2 separate regions of the Sus scrofa genome follow, and region 2 is linked to region 1. A link is a contact called in public HiChIP or PLAC-seq data. All regions are on one chromosome and are shown on one strand. The core of a region is the stretch at or near the end of the contact, and the rest is flanking DNA. Distances in the headings are between cores, read along the strand shown.

Region 1 (5,574 bases), core at 439-2,938:
TGTGCAGGGATGCTGTTAAGCTTTGAAGAATATTCGGGGAACTAGGAAACAGAAGGAAGGGAATTCACCTCCACCACTTCCTTAGAGGAGACAGACGTGACCAAGGTGATCTTTTCCTACTCTCCGTTCTGTAGTCTTTTAATCACACGATTTTCAAAGAAACCCACCTGAAAAATAATGAATGTATGTGTATGCATAACTGATTCACTTTGCTGTATACCCCAAACTAACACAACTTTGTAAGTCACCTCTCTTCCAATAAAATTTTAAAGAAGGAATGCCTATCATTGCTCACATGAGGATGGTAGTTGCATGATTCATGACTTCAGTCTCTTTTTTTGTTTGAAACTCTGACTCCATTCATCACGAAATTTACAAGTGAACTTGCAAACTGAATAAAACAGAAAACTACATAATGCCTTAATAATGGAATGATTTTTGGCATGCACTAGTTGTCTCTTCTCCATGGGTTCTGCTGGTCCCCCTCATCATTACCACCAGTAAAACACTAAACCACCACATTTTCTGTCTGACATCAAATCTATGATATCCTTCCTACATCATAATACTCAAATCAAACTGGTTTCCAAAAGGGATGTCTCCAGGCTGTGCCAGTCATCCAGGATCTTTCTGGTCAGGATCCTGAGACTCTGATTTAGCCTTGTGCTCTCCGAGCATGCAAAAATACAGCCATAGAGAGCTGAGCCATGCTTCTCCATGTGGGCTGAAGTTTCCAGGTGGCCCGTGTGTGTTATGATTATGCCTGGCCTCAAATAAAAGCAAATTGACAATCCCTCACCTCCCTCAAGACAGTGCCAATTTTTAAATAAAATGTCTAGTGGTGATTTATTGCCAGTGCAAACTGCCAGACTGGCAGCCCCATTTACCTACTAAGCAGGCAAATCAGTAAAAGCTATGTCAACCTTGCCCAGTTTCCCCAAGTATGTTCTAGAAGGCATTCCAAATTTCATGTGTATTCTGTTACTAGATTTCTTGTTTGTGTGCATTAGAAAACAAAATACCTAGCTGACCTGACTGACTTCAGAGAGTCATCATTCTTCCCTTGAGAGTATCCTGGGATCATCCAAGCTTATTTTCCATAGATCACACACCCTTACATTTAGATAAGAATTGTTGACCCTTAATCACCTGGCTAGAATATCAAATGGGGCTGCACAACTGAAAGAATTTCTTTCCTGCTTCTAATATCATCTCAAGGGCATGTTTCCTACCACTTCCCCAAGGACCCAACACCTGCCCTGGAGATTCTCAAGAGATATCCCTCACTTATTCCTCTCCAGCTTATAAATAACAGCACCTGTGGGGCTAAGTATAATTTTTTAAATGCTGAGCTAGGGGTGTTTTTTGGGGTTTTTTGTTGTTGTTTGTTTGTTTGTTTGTTTGGCTCTGTCCATCCCTATTATCCCATATTAAACGGATCTCTATTTTTGCCAGAATAACATGCTTGAGATTTTTACATTTCTCTTGTCAAAAGCCCTTCTTTCTATTTGAATAGGAATAGCAGTGCAAAGAAGACTGGGCTACATATAACTTATTTTAAAAGAGAAGGGGGAAAAAAAAAAAAAAAAACAGAGCCATCAATTCCTATTTCTTTAAGGTTACAGACAGCCTACTCTGACGAATGAAACCTCACCCAGTCTTACTTAAGCTGCCCAGAGTGACTAGTTATCAAGCCAATGAGAAGAAATCATTTATGTCTCTTCTTGATGCCTCCGTGTCATTGTACACGAAGTGCAGAGCCGTCTATATTTCATCAACCACTTTCTTCATGTATTATTTAATAAAATGTTTAGAGCATGCCTAATTACAAACATTTATTATAGAATCCAACCCTGGAAATGTGTGAGAATGTGCTAAATTGTTTCCTACCTAAAGTTTTAATGAGAGTATAATACCTCCGGCCCATATGCTTCAAGAACGTTATCCTTAATTATGTAACATGGGTATTTTACTGATATCTGTTAACTGCTCGAGCAGCTGTGGTTTTCTGCTTTTTTGCACAGCTCGGGAGGAGCAGTGAGTTCAGTTTCCCCTTTTTGGGGGGTTGCAAAATCCATACCCCAAACAGGTGTGTGCAATCACGAACCGCAGTGATGAACCCAAACTGTTGCCTTTCTAAAAATTCCACCAGCCGGTGACACATGCCAGTCAAGGTTGCACAACCTTGTTTTCCACCGGTTATTTTGATGATTCATTCCCCCATGGGGAGGTGAATTTCAGCTATTGTTCCTTAGCTCCTGTTTCTGATAACTAGAGGAATCACTTCCTCATTTTGATGATTTCTCTCTCTCTCTTTCCCTCTCTTGGTCATGCTCTTGCTGCCTCCTTGTTTCTTTTTTAAATTGAATTTAGATCCTTGGGAAGGTGCTGCCTGAAATGGCTATTCTCTTCTTCACAGACAAGGACTAGGAGAGGTGAAGCTAAAAGAAACACATTCACCTTAAGGAGAACTCTTCAAGTTGTGATTTTATTGCAATGAATTTACCTGGATGATATGTAACTATAAATCAACCATTCATTAAAAATAGAACAGCTCATAGCAATAAGTTAATATTGTCTGCTTTCAAATAATGACCTTGGAAAACTGTACATTGCTTCTATCGATTGCTTAAGACATGACTGTGGAATTGCAATAAAAACATCTCTCATATCGCTTTGAATTTCAAATGTGGCAAATCGTCCTCTTTAAAAGGTGGGTTTGATCTCTCCAAATATCCGAAGTTTATCCAGAGACAAGTCTAGTGGTAAATTGGTCAAGTCCTTTTTTTAATAAAAATAATTTTGATCATTAAATAATAAAATTAACTCTTTGTGAGGAATAAAAAATGAATCTAAAAATAATTTCAAAAAAGGAGATACAAAACATTTTGAATAGTAACAAATATCACTGAATTAAATGTAGTCTCCCTAACATGACTTCTCTGTAAATATTATATGCTTGCTAAAATTATACAATATTATTTCATCTTCACATCTTGGTTTTTCTAGGAGCAACTCAAATAATTTATTTTTTTTCTTCTTAAATGACAACAAAAAAAAATGCAATAAGAATACTCCATAGAAATTTTATTTTTAATTAATGATGTCTGCACAGACATGAGAGCACATCAACCCATTTCACACTGCTCTAAAGGTGTGGATTTTCTCGTCCAAGAAAGTGGTATGTCATAATGGTAATGGAATAATAGGTCATGGAATGTGATCATCCATATATTAAACCCTAATTTACCACTTTTGGTAAACTGGAGCAAGTGACTAGAATCTCAGTTTTGTCATCTGTTGAATATGGAAAATAAACATGTGACTTGCATGCATACTGTGAGAATTAAATGGATGCAAAAATCTCAAAGAAACTACCTAGCATAGGAAAGATAGCTAAAACATGGTGACTTAAAAAAAAAAAAAAAAAAAAGGGAGTTCCCATTGTGGCACAGTGAAAATGAATCCAACTAGTATCGATGAGGATGCAGGTTCAATGCCTGGCCTTGCTCATTGGGTCAGCAACCAGACACTGCTGTGAACTGTGGTGTAGATCAAAGATGTGGCTTGGGTCCCACGTTGCTGTGGCTGAGGTGTAGGCCAGCAGCTGTAGCTTTGATTTGACCCTTAGCCTGGGAACTTCCAGATGCCTTAGGTTCAGCCCTAAAAAAAAAAAAAAAAAAAAAGAATAAAGAAAATAAAATATGGTAACTTTTGTGATAGTTGTTATGATTACATACTGATGTCTGACCAGAGCAAGAGCTCCTGAAAAGCAAGTACCATGCCTCTGTCATGCTTGTTACTCAGCATTTAACATAGTGTCTAGCATGTAGTAGGGCTTAATAATTGTTTTTTGGACTAGGCTGAATATATCCTCTGGATATATCTAAGATTAAAAATTGGAAATAAGTAGAAAATTTTAAATTAAATTTATTATAAAAACAATTCTGGGGCAATGTGACCAGGTTTAGTTGATAATATATCCCATGCCCATTAATAATTAGAAAAAAGTATATTATTACATATTTTAATATACTTGATTTCTTGATCTAGCCCTTTCCTTCTCTCTTGAGTGTTTTTAGAAGCTTAGTTGTCATTGTGAAGTTGTCAATGCAAAATGATTTAGTTAGAAATAATCACAAACAAACCTTAAGCAGGAAACTCTAGGCAAGCTAGGTAGATTGAGTGGAAAGAATAGCAGAAGTCATAGATTAGCTGCCAGATGGGGAGATGGTGGGAGGAGATGGTGGATAGGAAGAACATTAAGCCACCACTTCTATAATTCTTGGTAGCTGCAGGGGTGTGGACTCCATAAGGGTGGTGGAGCACTGAAGCAGAGTCACACTTCCCTAAATACACAATGGGGTGAAGTCTCTATTTAACCTGCACCAGGAATAAACCTAATGCTTGGTCCTCACAAATCAACAATGCAAATGTGAACTCAGCAATAAAAAAAAAAAAAACTGTTATACAGATAAATGAAAAAATACCACTTAATCATTTCATTTTCCTCATTTTTTCTTCCTTTCTCTATGCTTTGACTATAGACATAAGACTGTGTAAAGAAAATAATTCAAAGATGAGACCATCTTAGGCTCAGTAGACAATTGTACAAGCTGTTTTTTATGAATTTAAAGCAATTTCTATACCTGCATAGATTTAAAGGTGAAAAGCTGGATAATCTCTTTCAGGTAATATCTTATTACAGAAGCTGAGAGGATTGTAACCATCCTATGGCAACCAACAGTCAAGTCTACTGAACCTCACTGAATTGCTGGTATATACCAAAAACAGAAAAGGAAATTTCTATGAAAACAAGCACATGCTCCATGAAACAAATTATGGTGCTCACAGAGCCTTTTCAAAGGGATGAGCAATCAAAGTACAACATACACATGTATCTTCAACTGTCAACCGTCAATAAGAATTCTCCTTGAACTTCTCACTCCAGAATATTACTAGTCTTGATTCTTCTCAAGCACCTGGCTATGAAGACCATGAACAACCTATTGAATTTGCACATAGGTACCCCTACTGAAGAAACTTTGCTTTGTCACGGCACTTAGAGAAGAAGTTAGATAATCGTGTTTAGGAGAATTACAAACAAGGAACAGAAACTTTGGACTTTTTTTTTAATCTTAGGTTGGAATCCCATGACCCAAGATTTTGCAAGTCCTGAAGGAAATTCAGCTCAGGCAACGAAGAGTCTTATGATACATTACCCTGCAATCTCTTCGTAGTTAAACCCCTGATTCATAAGGGAAAACAAGAATACCAATAGAACGGAATCCCAGAATTAATTAGCAAAGGAGAAATGCACAGCTCAGCTCACTTGACAACTCGTCATCTCCTATTCTCTAATTTTATAGTGGGGAACATCCTTCTGTAATAATTCTTCTCATTGTCTTTATGTATCTGTCCTGCAGGCTGTGAGCTACTTCAGGGCAAGGATCAAATCATACATTTCTCGGTAGTCTCAATTCTTGGCACAGAAACTTGCACCAAGAAGATGCTTGGTAAGAATGTGTTAAATAAATCAAATGACCTATATACCTTGGTCTTTATAAAGGATAT
Region 2 (5,208 bases), core at 359-2,858, 160 kb after region 1:
TCCACCACCAATGACTGTGTTGATTTACATAACAGACCCCTTTATCCATTGTTAATAGGAAGTACTACAGCACAGTGGTTAGAAATGGGGGTTTTTAAGTCAGATAAACTTTGGTTTGAATTTAAGCCTCATCCTCACTGGCTGTGAGATTGAAAAAATATAGTTTACTCACTCAAAACTTATGTTTCCATCTGTATAATGGGAATAATAATACCAATCTTTCAGATTTGTTGTTAAGATTTTAGAAGTTAATATTCTGATACATACTAAGTCCTTGGCTAAATACAATTAATTATTAGATTTCAGTTAACAAAAAACCTAAACCCAGGTGACTCTACAATGTTAACTGAATGTAAACATATAAGATCAGGAACATCAAACTGAAAATAGACTGTAAATAAAGCCTGGATTTGATAATAAGGCAGCTTAATTACTCAGATATTGATTAGGATGATAATGATGCTGTGTATCCTGTTTCTAAAGACATCATGTGCTTGCTTGCCCTTCTAGTTTCCTAAACAGTCAACAAACTGAAGAGATTGATCTTGAGACTTAACCATGTATGATTAAAAATAATAGGTGATATTGAAAGCATCTGGTTCAGCAAATGCTCTCAGCACTGAAAAGTCAAAGGACTCGTGTTGCTTTTTAAGAAGACAAACTGCCAAAAAAAAAAATGCTGATTGAATTTCTGAAAGGTAAACTGCTTAACAGAGAGGAATGAGGAGTTACTTTTTAAACAGTTAGAGGAGATTCAAGTGAAATTTATCACAGTTAAGCACCAAATCAAGACAAGAAAATAAATGTGATACAAATGAAAGTGGTGAAGCAGAGGTTTTAAAAGCAAGCTGTTTGGACAGTTAGTGGAAATTCTTATATGTTTACGTTATAAAATCACATAAAATAAACAGAAATAACAAGGTTAGGCTAAAAGGAAAATGGCAGGCAATGAACATGAAATCTACAAAATGTTTCAAATAATCCTCAACATCTTTCTACAATTATGAAACTTAGCCTCCTCATTAAAGAAAAAATTTTTAAGTCAGGGTGGGGTGGGGGCAGGGATTTAACAGTGGAGGGGCATAGATTGGTCTTGCTGTCTCAGCAAATATTGATATAAAACAATTTTGCTTCCCAACTTTGTAAAAAAGCATTTGAGCAGTGTATACATACCAGAAGAAATAATCATGCACAGAGGAGTAAAGCTGGCATACTGGCCTTTTATTCCTCTCTTTCCATTAAAGGGATCTAATCATATCTGGGGCACGGATGTAAAGCTGGCCCAAGATATTAACAGGGGAGGAGGCCATCTTTGCCATGAAATGAAAAGTCTCCTGCCTCCTCCAAGAAATCTGCACCCACAAACCAACCATAACTCGGCTTTGACTTAGAGAAAGATGAAGCCAAGGAACTATGTCCAAAGTTCCATTTTTGCTACCTGAGAGAAGAGAGAACACTCTAGATGTGTAGATTTCTCTGACCCTGAATTTTCTCCCGCCTGCCCATTAGCACAGATTAGTTTACTCTTCACATTGCCCCCTAGACACTAGGCAGAGAGAGCAAGCAGACTGAAACAGAAACAAGCCTTTGATGAGAATGGGAAGTGGGATGGGGGAGGGCATGATAGAGCAATAGGATAAGGCATCAGGCCAAAAAAACAGGTTCTGATGTACATACAGCGTCCATATTTTGCAAACCCAAACTCACGACACATAGCTTGACAATTATGATTGTGCTTGTGGGAAAAACAGGACAGAATATTTACAACCCAGGGTTGCCCTGGAAAATCTAGGATATATAAACATCACATCCATAAAGGCATTGAAAGTGGGAAGGCTAACATAACCTACTTGAGAATTCTGCATGTGCTGGTCAGCACATATGAAAGAAAGTTTGTTAAGTCACCCCAGTCTCTATTTATTTCGATCACAAAACAAATTACATATTTTTGACACGTTTAGGATCTCTATTCCAAAGACCTGCCGTAGGAATAGCAGGTGATATCTGAATGAAATAGATTTTTACAGTTGAGTTGAAGCATGCATAATATCAGATTAGACCGTTTGCCAAGCTTGCCAAATTGGTCTGTGCAAGCCTAGCAGAACTACCAAACTCACCCTGAGATTTTCATGTAATGAAAAAAAGGAAATATTCTCAAAAAAAAAAAAAAAAAAAAAAAAACCTGAGCACTCTGGCACACATCCTTCAGATTAGGCTCTACAAGTTTTTCAGAAAGAAAATTCGAATGTGTGCTTTTTTTCTTACATTACATCCATTTAATTACTCGCATGTGAGAGTCATTGTTTCTTATACAACACCCCCCCCCAAATACTTTAGTGAAACCTTCTTGTAGAAAGAAAAACAAAGGTCAGTAACCTAATACCCCCAAGCAACCCTACAACAACAAACCAGGGAGGGAAAAAAAGTGAAGAAATGCTCTGAATGGGAAAAAGATCTTTGTTTATTCTTTCGATGATAAAAGTTATGATTTTGCCAATAACTATGGATTGATAGTGTGCCCAACTTTTCGAGAATATATAAGGAGATCCCATAAAAAATGAGAAGAATGTTTTGTGTGAGGTCAGAAGCTTTTTAAGGACTAGAAACATATCAAATACAATACATCACATTTGTCTTGGCACCATGGAAACTTCAAGCAGGAAAATGTCTGGGGATTACCTAAGAAAGGGAAAGCTCCTCTCTTTCACATAAGGAAACTGAGGCACAGCAGCATGTCCAAGGTTACCTAGCCAGCTGCAACTGAGTCAAGGCAAAACCCCATCTCTTGCAGAGTTTACGGCTGAGCTTACTCATCTGTAAAATGAGGGTGCCGAACCTCGAGGTCAATGCCAACCGGAACATCCTGCAATGCTGCATTGATTGATTGCTTTGTAATCTACTTATTTGTATTTTGGCTCTTAAATAAAGGTAAGGCTGCCAGGTTTGACATATTTCCAGCCCTTAGAAAGCTGACCTGACAGTAAAGCCCTTCCAAAACATTTATAGAGACAATGTTCAGAACAATTTGCAGAATTTAATAAGGTGACATATTTTGAAACACAGGGTAGTTACAGGCAGCCAACCTGAGTGGATGCAGGCGAGGGAGGTATTATTTTTTTTTAATTTTCAAGATGTCACTGACAAGGGAGACGTATGCCAAATGGTAACACAGTCCTCCATTGAATTAAAAAAAAAAAAAACCTGGAAAAGGGCATGAAGAGCATGACACAAAATGAATGGGTGAAACATCAAAACAGGATATTGAGAATGAGAAAATACATTGATTAAAATTATTTGAAGTTTAAAGTCATATGATGCATTTTCTTTTCTGCTTATACCTGCCCCCAAAACATGGCCATGTAGACAGTTTCTAATATTAAATAGCCTACTATAAATCTTGGAAAGATACGCTAAAATCAGAGTACATAAATCAGTATAAAATCAGGATATATATATATTTTAAATCTTCTATACTTGTTGTAATGTTTCTTGCTTATCTTTACCATGGACTCAACATTATTTCATATAGTGCTAAGGTAGAATCTATATAGTAAAAGGAAAAAAAGACTATATGGCATAAATGTTGAGTGGATGGATGGATGATCACTTTGTTAAACGCAGGAATAACCAACGTATTACTATCTCAAAAAAGTCAATCGGATGTAGTATACCCGACATACATTATAGGAAAGACGATTTAAAAACACAATAATACAGTAAACTGAACATCATTTTAGGGTCATAGAGTGCTTTTTCCATTTTACCAGATATCATCACCACCCAAATCATTATTGGAGACAATTAAGATAACCAAAAGTACTTGGAGAAAATTGTTAGGAAGTCTGGTTGCCTGGTTACCTGACTGACTTCCCATCCTGTCAGATAACCAGGTAAACTTGCAGATCTATAATGCATTTCCCTACCTTGATAGAAGTACCAAAACTGTGCACTTAGACTTGATTTTGAGCTCATCACTTATTAGTTGTTTGTTCTTGGACAAATTACTTAACTTTTTGGTGACTGTTTAATTTGTTTGAAGCAATAATGTTTGACTCACTAGATTCTTACAATGATTAAATTAGATAGTATCTCCAAAATAGCTGTCATGGTATATGGCACACAGGAAGCATCCAATGAGTGGAGGTAGTCTTATTAGTAGTAGTAAGAAGAGTTGGAGTTCCCGTTTTGGCTCAGTAGTTAACGAATCTGACCAGGAACCATGAGGTTGTGGGTTCAATCCCTGGCCTCGCTCGGTGGGTTAAGGATCTGGTGTAGCCATGAGCTGTGGTGTAGGTCGCAGATGCAGCACGGATCCCACATTGCTGTGGCTGTGGTGTAGGCTGGCAGCAACAGCTCTGATTAGACCCCTAGCCTGGCAACCTCCATATGCTGTGAGTGCAGCCCTAGAAAAAAATACCAAAAAAAAAAAAAAAGACAAAGAAGAGTTTTATGGTTCTAATTATCTTTTTCTATTGTGGCATGTTATTGTGAAATCAACACAGACTTTGGATTGAGAGAGAGAGCTGAATTTGAAGCCAGAGCCTATGCTTGGTGGTTGATTAACAAGATATTTCCTCTGGTTTCGTTTCTTCGAATACCATAACACCTTATTCTCACTATTTTCTAAAAAAGAAAAATTAAATGTCCCCAAAACTCCCTGCATTCCTTTATCCATTCATTTACAAGCATCGCTGAGCCTGGACACTGCACCCTACAAATACAAAAGGAATAAAACTGTCCATCCTAGTTTCAAGAAGATAGTAAGGGGGCAGAGAAAGAGATTTAGGATGTGTGACAAATAATTAAGGGAGGTGTAAATCAGTCCATGGGAGCACAAAAGAGAAAAGCATAACATTTTCTTGAAAAGTTTAGCAGCCACCCACAGAATAGCTACAACCAGAGTTCCCACTGAGGTGCTGCGGAAACAAATCTGACTAGGAACCATGAGGTGTGGGTTCGACCCCTGGCCTCGCTCAGTGGGTTAAGGATCTGGCATTGCCATGAGCTGTAGTGTAGGTTGCATTGCTGTGGCTGTGGTGTAGGCTGGAAGCTGTAGCTCCGATTAGACCTCTAGCCTGGGAACCTCCATATGCCACAGGTGTGGCCTTAAAAAGCAGACAAAAAGAATGGCTACAACCAAACAAAAACAACACCAGGAAATAACAAGTGGTTGACAAGTGGAGAAAATGGAACCATCATGCATTGCTT

The links. HiChIP or PLAC-seq counts read pairs in DNA pulled down with a chosen protein or histone mark.
Region 2: an H3K27ac HiChIP or PLAC-seq map of alveolar macrophages shows a contact between it and region 1. The contact joins two enhancer-like sites. A contact is called at or near these places in 1 of 47 Hi-C or Micro-C datasets (epiblast stem cells) and 1 of 2 datasets of contacts at active chromatin or transcription factors (alveolar macrophages).

What each region holds. Positions count from the first base shown.
Region 1 is chr15:7,314,918-7,320,491 of Sscrofa11.1, forward strand. No RefSeq gene overlaps it. Among named protein-coding and RNA genes, the nearest start is that of ZEB2, 180 kb to the right of the region's middle. Within about 2 kb of position 1,689, at least 5 of the 83 cell types and tissues checked have an H3K27ac peak or open chromatin away from gene starts, as enhancers often do. A contact at or near this core is called in alveolar macrophages, where this site is marked.
Region 2 is chr15:7,470,878-7,476,085 of Sscrofa11.1, forward strand. No RefSeq gene overlaps it. Among named protein-coding and RNA genes, the nearest start is that of ZEB2, 25 kb to the right of the region's middle. Within about 2 kb of position 1,609, at least 2 of the 83 cell types and tissues checked have an H3K27ac peak or open chromatin away from gene starts, as enhancers often do. A contact at or near this core is called in alveolar macrophages, where this site is marked.